2 separate regions of the Sminthopsis crassicaudata genome follow, and region 1 is linked to region 2. Evidence: chromatin contacts called from public Hi-C data. All regions are on one chromosome and are shown on one strand. The core of a region is the stretch at or near the end of the contact, and the rest is flanking DNA. Distances in the headings are between cores, read along the strand shown.

Region 1 (6,149 bases), core at 703-3,202, 640 kb before region 2:
AATCTCTATCTTGGTACTACTTCCCTGACTGTTTCTACCTGCTCTCAACTCTATGTCTAAATCTCCGTACTCTGTATTTCTGTTATCTTCCTTCTTCCCTTTCTCTGTCTCTTTGTCACTGTCTTTGTCTCTCTCTGAATTTCTATCTGCTCTCTCTCCCTTTCTGTCTCTGTAACTAGAATCTCACAAGTTGTGGTTGTTTTTTTAAATACTCCATCCTTGAGGTGTGTGTGTGTGTGTGTGTGTGTGTGTGTGTGTGTGCTCGTGCACCTGACCTTGAGCTTCAGCCTAGATCTCCACAGTTTTAATGGCCTAAACTAGCCCCAAATGGCTTCCCTTAAATGTTCCTGAGACAAGGAAAGATAGAATCTTTGAACTAACAGCTAGAACTCTTTGTAAACAGATCTAAGTTGCAATGGCCCATAAAGATTATACTGTTCAATCCCTGCTGTTTTCCAAGGACTGGGAAACTGAGGTAAAGACTATGTATAGTACAACTCCCTACAGTATAAGGAAACTAGTCCAAGGTTATAGACTAGCAAGTAAAAGAATTGAATTTGAACACAGGCCTTTCAATTTTTAAAAAAATTAATTAACTTAATATTTCCCCCAGTTAACATTTAATTTTTTTACATTGGATTTTAAAACTTTTGAGTTTTAGATTCCATCCCTTATCCCACCCCCAGAGCCCATTAAAAACCACATGTGAAGTTATGTAAAACATTTTCATGTGAAAGAAAACAGATTTCCCACCCTAAAATAAACAACTCTCAAGAAAAATAAAAGAGAAAGGGAAGGAAACAGAGAGATAAAAAGAGAAATACATACAAAGAAATAAGAGAAACAGAGACACAGAAGAGATGGAAACGGAGACAGAGATAGACACAAAGACAAATACACACATACACACACACACCCTGAAAGATATAGACAGAGACAAAAAGAGACAGAGGCAAGAGAGAAATAGAGACAGAGAGACACAAAAAGAGAGAGAAATACACACACAGAAAGGGAGGGAGAGAGAGAAAGAGAGAGACACACAGAGACACAGAGAGAAAGAGAGAGAGAGAGAGAGAGAGAGAGAGAGAGAGAGAGAGAGAGAGAGAGAGAGAGAGAGAGAGAGGAGAGAGAAGAGAGAGAGAGAGAAAGAGAGAGAGAGATAGTGTGTGTGTGTGTGTGTGTGTGTGTGTGTGTGAGAGAGAGAGAGAGAGAGAGAGAGAGAGAGAGAGAGAGAGAGAGAGAGAGAGAGAGAGAGAGAGGAGAGAGAAGAGAGAGAGAGAGAAAGAGACAGAGACAGAGACAGAGAGAGACAGAGACAGAGAGAGCACTTCAATCTGTGTTCAGACACAATCAGCATGAGTCCGGATAGGATTTTTCACCACATATTCCTTCAGAGTAGCCATGACTCATTGTGCTGCTGGAACTCAGGCCTTTCGGACTACAAACAGAGTGCTTTTCCCTCACTCTCAGCTGGCTAAACATGACCTGAGGGGGACTGGCCTTTAGCTGGTCACTTCCTGCACCAAGCTGATGAGCAAGTTGAAGGTCTCCCTCTGTCTCTCTCCCCACTCACTCTGCCTATGAGTGAGTCCATGGTCTGGGTCCAGGTCCCCCTGAGTACTTGCTCCCCCCTGCCTAGGCCCGGGGATGGGGAGGTGGAGTCAGTGACTTAGTTTACTCACAATTCCCCATGTGGGTTAGTCCAGGAATCATCCATCATGGATCCTGCTGGGAGAGAGACAGAAGTGGGGCCTGAGAAGAGGGCTTCCAGCCCAGGGAGGGCTCAGTTTCCCCACTTTTCAGCCTCGATGCCCCAGTTTCTAGTGTTCCCCGCTCCCTTTCCCAGCGGGGCTTTGATGTCTGACCTCAGTCCTCCCCTCCTCTATAGACAATGCAGTCCAGCCCCACCTGCGGGCCGTCCACAGTCCATAGCTTGTCATAAAGGACTCTGGAGGCAGGGGCGGAGCCTAGGAAGGCTGCTGGAGGAGGGGAGTCACAATAGGCCCAGAGAACTGAGCAGGGGAGTCCAGCTCAGACCTTCTCTCAGTGTCTTCTCCCAGGTCTGCAGCCAACAATTCCACTGCTTAACCCCTTCTCTGGGACTTTAAAGCAATAGCATCTCCTAAGTTTCTAAAACCAACCTATCAGTCAGTCAGTCAGTCAGTCAACAAGCATCCGTAACCGCCTACTGTGTCCCAGCCATTGCCAAACCCTGGGATAGGCAGGAAAGGCAGAGGACGGTCCCCACTCTCATACAGCAAAGATAAGCATACAACAGCATACAAAAAAGCAGGTTCCTATGTGCACAATGAACACGCTAAGTTAGGGGCAGTCAACAGAGCGAAGCTCCTAGAATTAAGAGCTTTCCTGTGGAAAGTAGGGTTTCCATTGAGACTGGAAGGAAAAAGGAGGCAGCGAGGAGACTGTTCTGGGCATGGGGGACCCAAGCAGAGAAAAGGCCCAGAGTTGGAACATTGCTTTTGTTCGTGGGATGGCCGGGAGGTCAGCGAAGAGTCCACAGTGGGGAGTAAGGGGCGAGAAGGCTGGAAAAATAGGAAAGGGCTGGTTTCTGAAGAGCCTTGAATGACAAACAGAGCACTTTGGATTGGCTCCCGGAGGCGACAGGGAGCCACTGGAGTGTATCCAGTAGGGGATGAAATGATTGGACTTCCTCTTTAGGAAAATGACTGAATGGAGGTGGGCTGGAGGCTGAGGCGGGCAGAACCCCAGCGGCCACTGCAGTAGTGCAGCCATGGGATAAGGGCCTTCACAGGCTGGGGATGGAGTCAGAGGGGAGAACGGGGCGGATTCACGAGCTGGGCCCAAGGAGACATCGGGAGACTTCGGCAATGTGGGATTTGGGATATGGGGGTGAAGGTGAGAGATGGTGAGGAATCTGGGGGACTCTTAGGGGGCAAGTTTGAGGGATGGGGATATTTGTGTGTCCCCTACAGGGAGAAGGAAGGCAGGGAGTGAGGCAGGCTAAGGGGCAAAGAGAATGAGCTCTGTTTTGGAGCCATTGGATGCCAACTGGTCATCCATCGGGATGCCTAATGAGCATCTGGAGACTGGATGTTAGCAAAGACTGGGGCTGGACAAGCAGATCTCACTAGGGGTGAACGGGAGCTCAGAAGCTGAGTCCAAGCTTCCTTCCTTTTTACATAGGGGGAAACTGAGTCCCAGAGAAGAAAAATGACTTGTCCAAATTCACTCAGGTGATGAGAATCTCTAAATGTTTATTTCATTTCTTCTCCTCTACCCAGAGGAGACAGCTAGGCAGAGGATGGACAGGCACTGGGCCTCAAGTCAAGAAGATCTGAATTCAAATATGGCTTCAAACACTAGCTGTGTGACCCTGGGCAAGTCATATCACCTCTGCCTGACTCAGTTTCCTTAACTATAAAATTCTATAACTATAGACAATAATATATCTACCTTCCAGGATTCTTAGTACAGTGCTTGTCATTTCCTTTCCTTACCTTTCCTTCCTCTCTTCTTTCTTTCTTCCTTTGTTCCTTCCTCCTTCCCTCTCTCCCTCCCTCCTTTCTTTTTTCTTTCTTTCTTTCTCTCTCTTTCTTTCTTTCTTTCTTTCTTTCTCTCTTTCTTTCTCTCTCTTTCTTTCTTTCTTTCTTTCTTTCTTTCTTTCTTTCTTTCTTTCTTTCTTTCTTTCTTTCTTTCTTTCTTTCTTCCTTCCTTTCTTTCTCTCTTCCTTTCTCTCTTTCTTTCTTTCTTTCTTCCTTCCTTTCTTTCTCTCTTCCTTTCTCTCTTTCTTTCTTTTCTTTCTTTCTTTCTTTTTTTTCTTTCTTTCTCCTCCCTCCCTCCCTCCCTCCCTCCCTCCCTCCTTCCTTCCTTCCTTCCTTCCTTCCTTCCTTCCTTCCTTCCTTCCTTCCTTCCTTCCTTCCTTCCTTCCTTCCTTCCTTCCTTCCTTCCTTCCTTCCTTCCTTCCTTCCTTCCTTCTCCCCTCCCTCCCTTTTTTCCTACCTTGATAGTTCTGTTCCCCATAAGTGTGTGGATCTCTTGAGGACAGGGACTTGTTTTTTGCCTTCCTTTGTATTCTCGTGTTTAGCACAGTATCTGGAAGATATTAAGCCCTTGAAAAATCTTGTTAGATTTTGTATATGAGGAAACTGAGGCTCAAGGGATTTATTTAGGCCACACGCTTGAGACAAGTCCTGATTACAGAACTAGGGCTCTCCCTGTCACATATTCAGTTGACTCAGTTGCTTAGCGTCTGCTGATAAAGTCCTCAAGAAAACCCTGGTTTCCTACCCCCTTCCTACCCCTTTGGGCATTCGGTGAGCCATAGCGGAAGGTCTCTTCTGTAAGTAGGCGTGGTATGAAAGATGCCTTCAGCTGGGAGAAATCAGGATGAGACTCAAGGGACACTGGAGCCAGTTCCAAGCAGCTCGCAAAAGGCGATTGTCAAATTTTCAGTGGGAGAACTTCCAAGTTGGAAATTAGAAAACGCTAGAAATCAGAGCTTAATGTATGATTGTCTAGCCTTAAGAAAGTGATGGAGAAAATGTTAACAGTAAAAATTAAACTTAAAAATCAGTTGAGTACACATTTTCCTCCCCTGGGGAGCAAATTGTAAAACATTTACAAGCACACCATGGGTCCATCCTGGGAGGACCACATTCTGGAGGGGTGGATAGTGGTGAAAGCAGAGACCCCAGGCTGCAGCTAGAAGATCAGTTGAGAGAAAGGTAAAAAATATCTGGGAAGCACTAAGGGAGAGCAGCAACCAGGACTGCAAACATTTTCAATACCCTTTAGATCAAGCACCTGGTCAAAGCTCCTTTGTTCTACCCTAGTTCTGCTTTGATTTTTGTGAATGGATTATTTTTTTAAATTATTATAGCTTTTTGTTGACCCTTGCAAAGCCTTCTGTTCCAACTTTTCCCCTCCATCCCCCCATCCTCTCCCCTATATGGCAGGTATTCTCATACATGTTAAATATGTTAAAGTATATGTTAAATCATATATATACATATATGTGTGTATATATATGTATATATATATATATATATATATACACAGTTATCTTGCTGCATAAGAAAAATTGGATCTAGAAAGAAAGTAAAAAAAAAAACCTGAGAAGGAAAACAAGAACGTAAATGGACAACAACAGAAAGAGTGGAAATGCTGTGTTGTGGTCCTTACTCAGTTCCCATAGTTCCTCTCTCTGGATGTAGATGGCTCTCTTTATCACTGAACAAGTGGAACTGGTTTGAATCATCTCATTGTTGAAGAGCCACGGCCATCAGAATTAATTGTCATATAATCTTGTTGTTTCTGTGTACAACGATCTCCTGACTCTGCTCACTTCCCTCAGCATCAGTTCCTGTGAGTCTCTCCAGGCCTCTCTGTATTCATCCTGCTGCTGGTTTCTTACAGAACAAGAATATTCCATAACATTCATACACCATGATTCATTCAGCCCTTCCCCAGCTGATGGGCATCCGTGAACGGATTCTTTTTGTTTTCAGGGGGCATTTTTGATTTCCTTGATTTGGGGGAACTCTTGGGGGGAGGAACCTCACGCGTGCCAGGCTCCCCCATTTAGAATCTTAGATCAGTGTCTGGTCGGCTCACCTTCACTCAGCCCAAAAGGAGTCAGAGATGGGGCTTGAACCCAGGCCCCTGATGAGCCAAGTCTAACCCTCATTTGGACCAGAAGATCCGAGATCTAGAGCTGGAAGGCACTGGTGACTCCATGTGGTCCAATTCTCTCATTTTGAAGATGAAGCCAGTCCAGGAAAGGGAGGGCACGTGACCGAGGTTATCAAGGTAACAAAGTGGGGATTTGAAGCCAGATCTCGGAGTCCTCTCTCCACTGGATCCTGCTGCCTCAGTGGTCCAGTCCCTGCTCCTTTTCACCAGCCTCCAGACCTCTTCCAGCTCCTCACTGTTCCTCCTAAAATGTGGATCCCAGATCAAGACGCATCTAGATCAAAGTGGAGAATTCTGTCAATGACCACAAGATGGCAGTGAGTCCTCAGGGAATTGAGCCACACTTTGGGACGGGTGAAGGTGAGGAGGACCTGGAAGTGGAGAGGAGGTTCAGGTCTTCTGCCCCCGAGGCTAACCCAGAGGCTGGAAGCAAACCTGGGATCCATAGAGAGGAAGGGATGGGAGGTAGTCATGAA
Region 2 (5,996 bases), core at 845-3,344:
CATACTGTGTTTAAAACCAGGCCCCATGGCAAGAACCTATTTACAGACACTTGCAGGAAGCTTCTGGGGGCCCCCAGAGCACCGGGGATCAGGCAGGCCCAGCCACGGACATGGCAGCTATCGGGGCTGGCGAGGGGCGGTGAACCCCAGTGTCTGAAGTGCCGTCCCAAGCCCCTCTGCCAAGTCAGGCCAGGCTGTTGGGTTGAAATGATGGCCGCGGCCTCTAGAACAAGCTCATTGGAGGGGGAGGCTCTTCTTCCTCCCATCTCCGTCCACACTTTACCCGGTGGAATCCAAAGTTCCCATAGTAACCATGGACCAGTCATTTTAACTCTTCCAGTCTTTGCTACCGCCCCCTGCAGTGATAACTATAACAATTCTTATTAGCGGCATTTCTCTGGGCCATAAAATCTGCAGTGTATTTTACAATTATCTCATTGGATCCCCTGAGAGCATGGTGCTCCATTTTCCAGATGAGGGAACTGAGGCAGACAGCAGGAGACCAAGTCTCAACTCAAGCCTTCCTGACTCTAGGCCAGAGCTGCCTCTGAGCACATTCACGGCACTGACCCACGGGGCTGTCCTGAGCAAAGCACTTGGCAAACATTAAAGGCCCATAAAACCAGGGACTGTTGGCGTTATTACTTTGTTATCATGGCCACGGGTTCTTGAGTTTATGTCCAGGCCCTCAGTTTCCACATCTGTGAAACAGACTGGAGTCTTTTCTAAGACAAATCCCGCTGGGATTGTGGGGTCTCTGCCTTCAGCCTCAAATTCACCTGTAGTGACCCTGATGACGGACTGATCCACAGTGTTCTGGGCCGGCTCCGGCGTGAAATCGTGCGAGGAAACGTTAACGCCTTGCACTGGGTCAGGAAACCGGCTCCGGCTGCACTGAGACCCAGGGGGGCAGCTTGGGCTTCAGGGACAGTGAGCCACCCGCTCGCCGAGGGTCCCCACCAGTTAACTCCAGCTTAGCCTCCGTTTGTGCAGCCTCCGTGAATGAAGAGCGGCTCCCGCTCAGAGCACCTCTGGGCGGTTCTGTCCTTGCAGGAGGGGGCACACTGAGAGGGGCCAGGAGGAGAGGACGGAGACGGGCGGGGGCGAGACCAGGCCCAGTCAGGCTCGTCCTTCCCGGCGGCTCAGTGAGCCCAAGCAATCCCAGAGTCCGGGAGAAACTGCCCGGCTTCCAGAACAACTTGGGAGAGGAATACAAGTCCCGCGCTCCCTCTCTTGTTTTACTCTCTCCCGTGGTTTTGTTCGGATTTTTCTCTCCCAACATGATTCATACAGCAAGGTGCATTTTTAAAATTTAATTTAAAAAAGGCCAGGCTGCGGGAGGACTGGATAGAGGCTCCTGAAGAGCCGGTGAGCGGGGAGGGCCCAGCAGTCGGCCCGGGTGGTGCCGGGAGGAGACAGGAGGATGGAGCTCTGGCCACGCAAGTGGGGGGGGCTGTGGGGGCTCTGGACCAGCGGGGGGGGGGGGGGCAGCACACAGGGAAGGGGGAGGAGGAAGGGTTAGCTTGCTTCTGCTGGGCCCCAGGGGACAGAATGAGGGGGGAGGGTAGTTTGCAAAGCATCTGTCTTAGGCTAGATGCCCGAGCTTTATCGTGAAAAGAGCTGCCTCAGTAGGTAGTGAGCTCCCCGTCCCTGCAGACATTCGGGCAGAGTTCTGGGCTCCTCTGCCCGGCGGGTAGTGAGGTCCCCGTCCCTGCAGACATTCCGGCAGAGTTCTGGGCTCCTCTGCCCGGCGGGTAGTGAGCTCCCCGTCCCTGCAGACATTCCGGCAGAGTTCTGGGCTCCTCTGCCCGGCGGGTAGTGAGCTCCCCGTCCCTGCAGACATTCCGGCAGAGTTCTGGGCTCCTCTGCCCGGCGGGTGGCGAGCGCCCTATGGTCCTGACGCTCCCACTCCATCTCCCTCCACGTCCGGCAGGACTAGGGAGCAGCTTCCAGCACTTCTCCCCATCCCCAGCCCACCCGGGCTGCTGTTGGCAGTTCCCATGGCAACGCAGGACGCGCGGGCCTTTATTGGCTGTCGGGGACGCCCGTCAGCTCGCTCTCTGCCCGGATTGGTCCTCCAGGCCGCAGCCCCGGCCTCAGCCCGCATGCGGCCCCGCCTCCAGCCACTCGCCCCGCAGCCCGGGACCATGAGCGGCCGGGGGCTCGGCCACGGAATGCCGCTGCTGGAGGCCTTGGCTCAGCGGAAGCCGGGCCCGTGGGGGGACCCCTCGGGCGGCGGAGTGTCCAAGCGTCGGGGGCCGTGGGGCCTGGCCGCCGCCCCCGCGCGGTCCCCCCAAACTGCACGTGGAGAGGAGGTACAGGAGGAGAAAGCGGCCGGGGGCCCCCGCATTCAGAACGGGGAGAAGGCGCAGTTGGAAGTGGAGCTAAAGGTCAAGGTTGGACGGCTGGGGAAACTGAGTCCGGACGGACGAGTCCCCCGATTGCCCCCACAGCCCGGGCGGAGCTTTAAGGGCCTCCTTTTGACTGGCGTAGAGGCCCCTGAGGCCGGGACAGAGGAAGGAAGGTGGCTCCAGGCGGGCGGGGGGTGAGGAGGGACTGAGGAGGGGGGAGGGAGCCCAAGAGGCGCCCCGAGATCTCCGCCTGCCCCAGGGGCCGCTGGGTCTGGAGAGCGACAAAGCCCCGGAGGCAGATGGGCTCAGGGAACGGCGGCTCTTCCGCTTGGCAGAGAGGGAAACTGAGGCCAGCGTCCGCGCTTTGGTTTCCTGGCCAGCAGTGGCAGCCCTCGCCCCGGGTTTCCCTGACTAGAGAGAGTACAAGGGGCGCCCGGGCCGACCCCTCGCTCTCCCTTTTCCAGACAGGGCCCGAGCATGGCTCCGGAACCCACTTGCCTCTGAAGTACTTCCTGCTGCAGGGGAAGGAGGAGGACACCGGTGAGCCCGGGGGTGGCCAGGAGGAAGCTAATGAGTCAGAAAGCGAGGGAGACTCTGACCTGGAGAGGGAAGGTAACAAAGGCCGCGCCCCCCCATCCGGGCCGGGAGGTTCCCCACGTGCCCCCTCCCCAAACCTCCAGCGGCCCCACACTGGGGCCTTCTCTGAGCTCACAGCAAGACCCACACTGGCTCCATCCAGAAGCAATATAGAGAACATATACACTTGATATACTTAATATAAATAACATGGTATATATTATAGTTACATAAATAATTATACATAAATAAAAATACATAACACAAACTAATATAGTGATATAACATCATATTGTTAAGTATTTTATAATATAGTCTTTTTCTTTTTCTTTTTCTGAGGCTGGGGTTAAGTGACTTGCCCAGGGTCACACAGCCAGGAAGGGTTAAGTCCCTGAGATCAGATTTGAAGTCAGGTCCTCCTGAATTCAAGGCTAGTGCTCTATCCACTGCGCCCCCTAGCTGCCCCCAATATAGTCTTAATAGCATGTTATACCTACATAAAACATAATAAACAATATTTTATATGACACATATAATATGTACTGAAGGAGCATAAATGTAAAATACATAACCACTGTGGACTGTCACTTCTCACTCGGAAGGATGTTTCGTCATCAATCTTCCGAAATCTTTGAAATCGGAGTCGGTGAGTCCCCGTCAGACTTCCTCTTTCTCTCCAAACTGTTTCACTTTACTAGATTGCTGTTATTTACATTGTTCTCCCCGTTCTTCTCTTTTCCCTCTGCACCTGTTCATGCAAGTCTGCCCAGTTGTCTCAGAAACCATCATTTCATGCAGCGTGATAATCTTTCATCATATTCCCATACCACAACTTGTTCTGTCTGTTCCCCAATGGATGGGCACCCCCTCAGACTCCCATTCTTTGCCACCTCAGAGAGCTATAAATATTTTTGTTTATCCTTAGAGTTTATGTTGATTACAAATAATTTCCCCCTTAATCTTCCCTCTTTCTATTTGGCAAAGAGACTGAAGTGTTTACCATTTCCTTCTCCAGCTCATTTTACAGAAGAGGAAACTGAGGCAAACAGGAAGTGACTTGCTCAGAGTCACACAGCTTGTAAATGTCTGAGGCAGGATTTGAACTCAGATCTTTCTGACTCCAGACCCAGCTCTCTATCCACTGCACATACCTGCTCATTTCCCTGTTGAGAGAATCCAACTATATATAGTACATGTATGTGACTTCTTCCCTTCTTTGTCTTGCTTGGATGAGAGAGGGTTTAAGTGCCAATCATCCATAACCTTCCTCTGTTTGTATAGACTTCTGCCTGAGCACCTCGTTACGTGAGATAATATTCCCTACCTCCCCCCTCAATATAATTTTTTCTTAAGATCACCAAGTCATATCAGAACAATCCCAGGCTTTGTCTAATCAGATTCACTCTGTGGTCCCTGATGATGATAGGGTTCTGAGGAACACAAGATCACCTCTCCATTATAAGTAGTTTATACTTGTTTATTTAATCATTATTCTTCATTCATATTTACCTCTTTATGTTTCTCTTAACTGCTATGTTTGCCCTTCAAAGTTTCAGTACAGCTCTGGTCTTTTCGTCAGGATTGCTTAGAAGTGCTCTAATTTCCTTAAAGGGCCATCCCCACTCCCCTGCCTTCAGTAGGATTCTATTCAGTTTTGCTGGATAAATTAGCAGAACTTGGCAGTAAGCCTGTATCCTTTGTGTATCCTTTGTTTTCTAGTATTCTTCCCTCAAAAGCCAGGAGAGACTGAGTCAGTCTCTAAAAACTGGAGTTTGGCTATAATATTCCTGCTAGTTTTCATTTTGGAGTATCAGGAGATGGCCGTTTGTCCTCTGTTTCTAAAAGATGGACAATTTTTTAAAGATTTACTGAAATATAATGTTTAAGCTTATTTTTGGTCATGGCTTTCAAATAGCCTAATGATTCTTATCTTTATTTATTTATTTGTTTGTTTGTTTATTTTGCTGAGGCAATTGGGGTTAAGTGACTTGCCCAGGATCACACAGCCAGGAAGTGTTAAATGTCTGAGGTCAGATTTGAACTCCAGTCCTCCTGATTTCAGGGCTGGTGCTCTATTCACTGTGACACCTAGCTGCCCCTCTTATTTTATTTATAAATAATTGTATTTTATTTTTCCAAATACATGTTAAGATAGCTTTCAACATTCATTTTTTATAAGACTTCTCCCCAAGACAGCAAGCAATCTGATATAGGTAAAAATAATGTACATGCCTTCCTCTGTTTGTATAGACTTCTACCAGACCATCTCGTTACGTGAGATACATACTTTCATATTTGTCATGCTATGCAAGAAAAAAAATCAGATCAAAGTGGGAAAAAACATGAGAAACAAAGAAAAAGGTGAAATACTACACTTCAATCCACATTCAATCTCCATAGTTCTGTCTCTGGATGTGGATGGTATTTTCCATCCCAAGTCTATTGGAATTGCCTTGAACCACTGCATTGTTAAGAGCCAAGTGGATCACAGTTGATCATCACATAATCATCTTGTTACTGTGTACTATAAAGTCCTCACTAGCTCTCTTTTGCAACATCTTTTGTTGACAGTCACCTCTGCAGCATCTCAGTCCATTTCACTTTTACATTTTTTTATTTCACCTCTTGTCCATTTCACTTTTGCAACATCTCTTGTTGACAGTCAGCTCTGCAGCATCTTTTGTCCATTTCACTTTTGCAATATCCTTTGTTGACATCTCTTGTCCATTTCACTTCTGCAACATCTCTCCCTGATTTCACTTTTTGTCCATTTCACTTTTGCAACATTTCTTGATTTCATCTCTTGTCCATTTCACTTTTGCAACATCTTTTGTTAACAATCACCTCTGCATCATCTCTCCAATGTGCCCCTTTCTCTTGTCTGACAACACTAATGCCCTAGAGCAGACCCTCTGGACTACTGCAGTAGCTATTGGGAGGACGCAGATGCTTCTCTCCAGTCTTTCCCTACTTTGGTCCATTCTTCATTTAGCCACTAGTAATTTTCCTACAGCTCTTAACCACGTCACCCCTACGAAGTAAACCCCAGTGGTTCCCTGTTGCCTCTAG

What was found. Hi-C and Micro-C count contacts between places; a contact is called where the count stands out from the background.
Region 1: a Hi-C map of fibroblasts shows a contact between it and region 2, with 7 times the contacts expected there. The contact joins the promoter of CCDC188 here to the promoter of LRRC74B in region 2.

What each region holds. Positions count from the first base shown.
Region 1 is chr1:10,064,916-10,071,064 of ASM4859323v1, reverse strand. CCDC188 (coiled-coil domain containing 188) reads right to left here and starts at 1,952. Exons shown (of 13, transcript XM_074292534.1): 1 at 1,866-1,952; 2 at 1,683-1,725. The coding sequence starts at 1,720.
Region 2 is chr1:9,425,782-9,431,777 of ASM4859323v1, reverse strand. It overlaps LRRC74B (leucine rich repeat containing 74B), which reads left to right and starts at 2,094. Exons shown (of 10, transcript XM_074292468.1): 1 at 2,094-2,315; 2 at 2,816-2,963. The coding sequence starts at 2,106.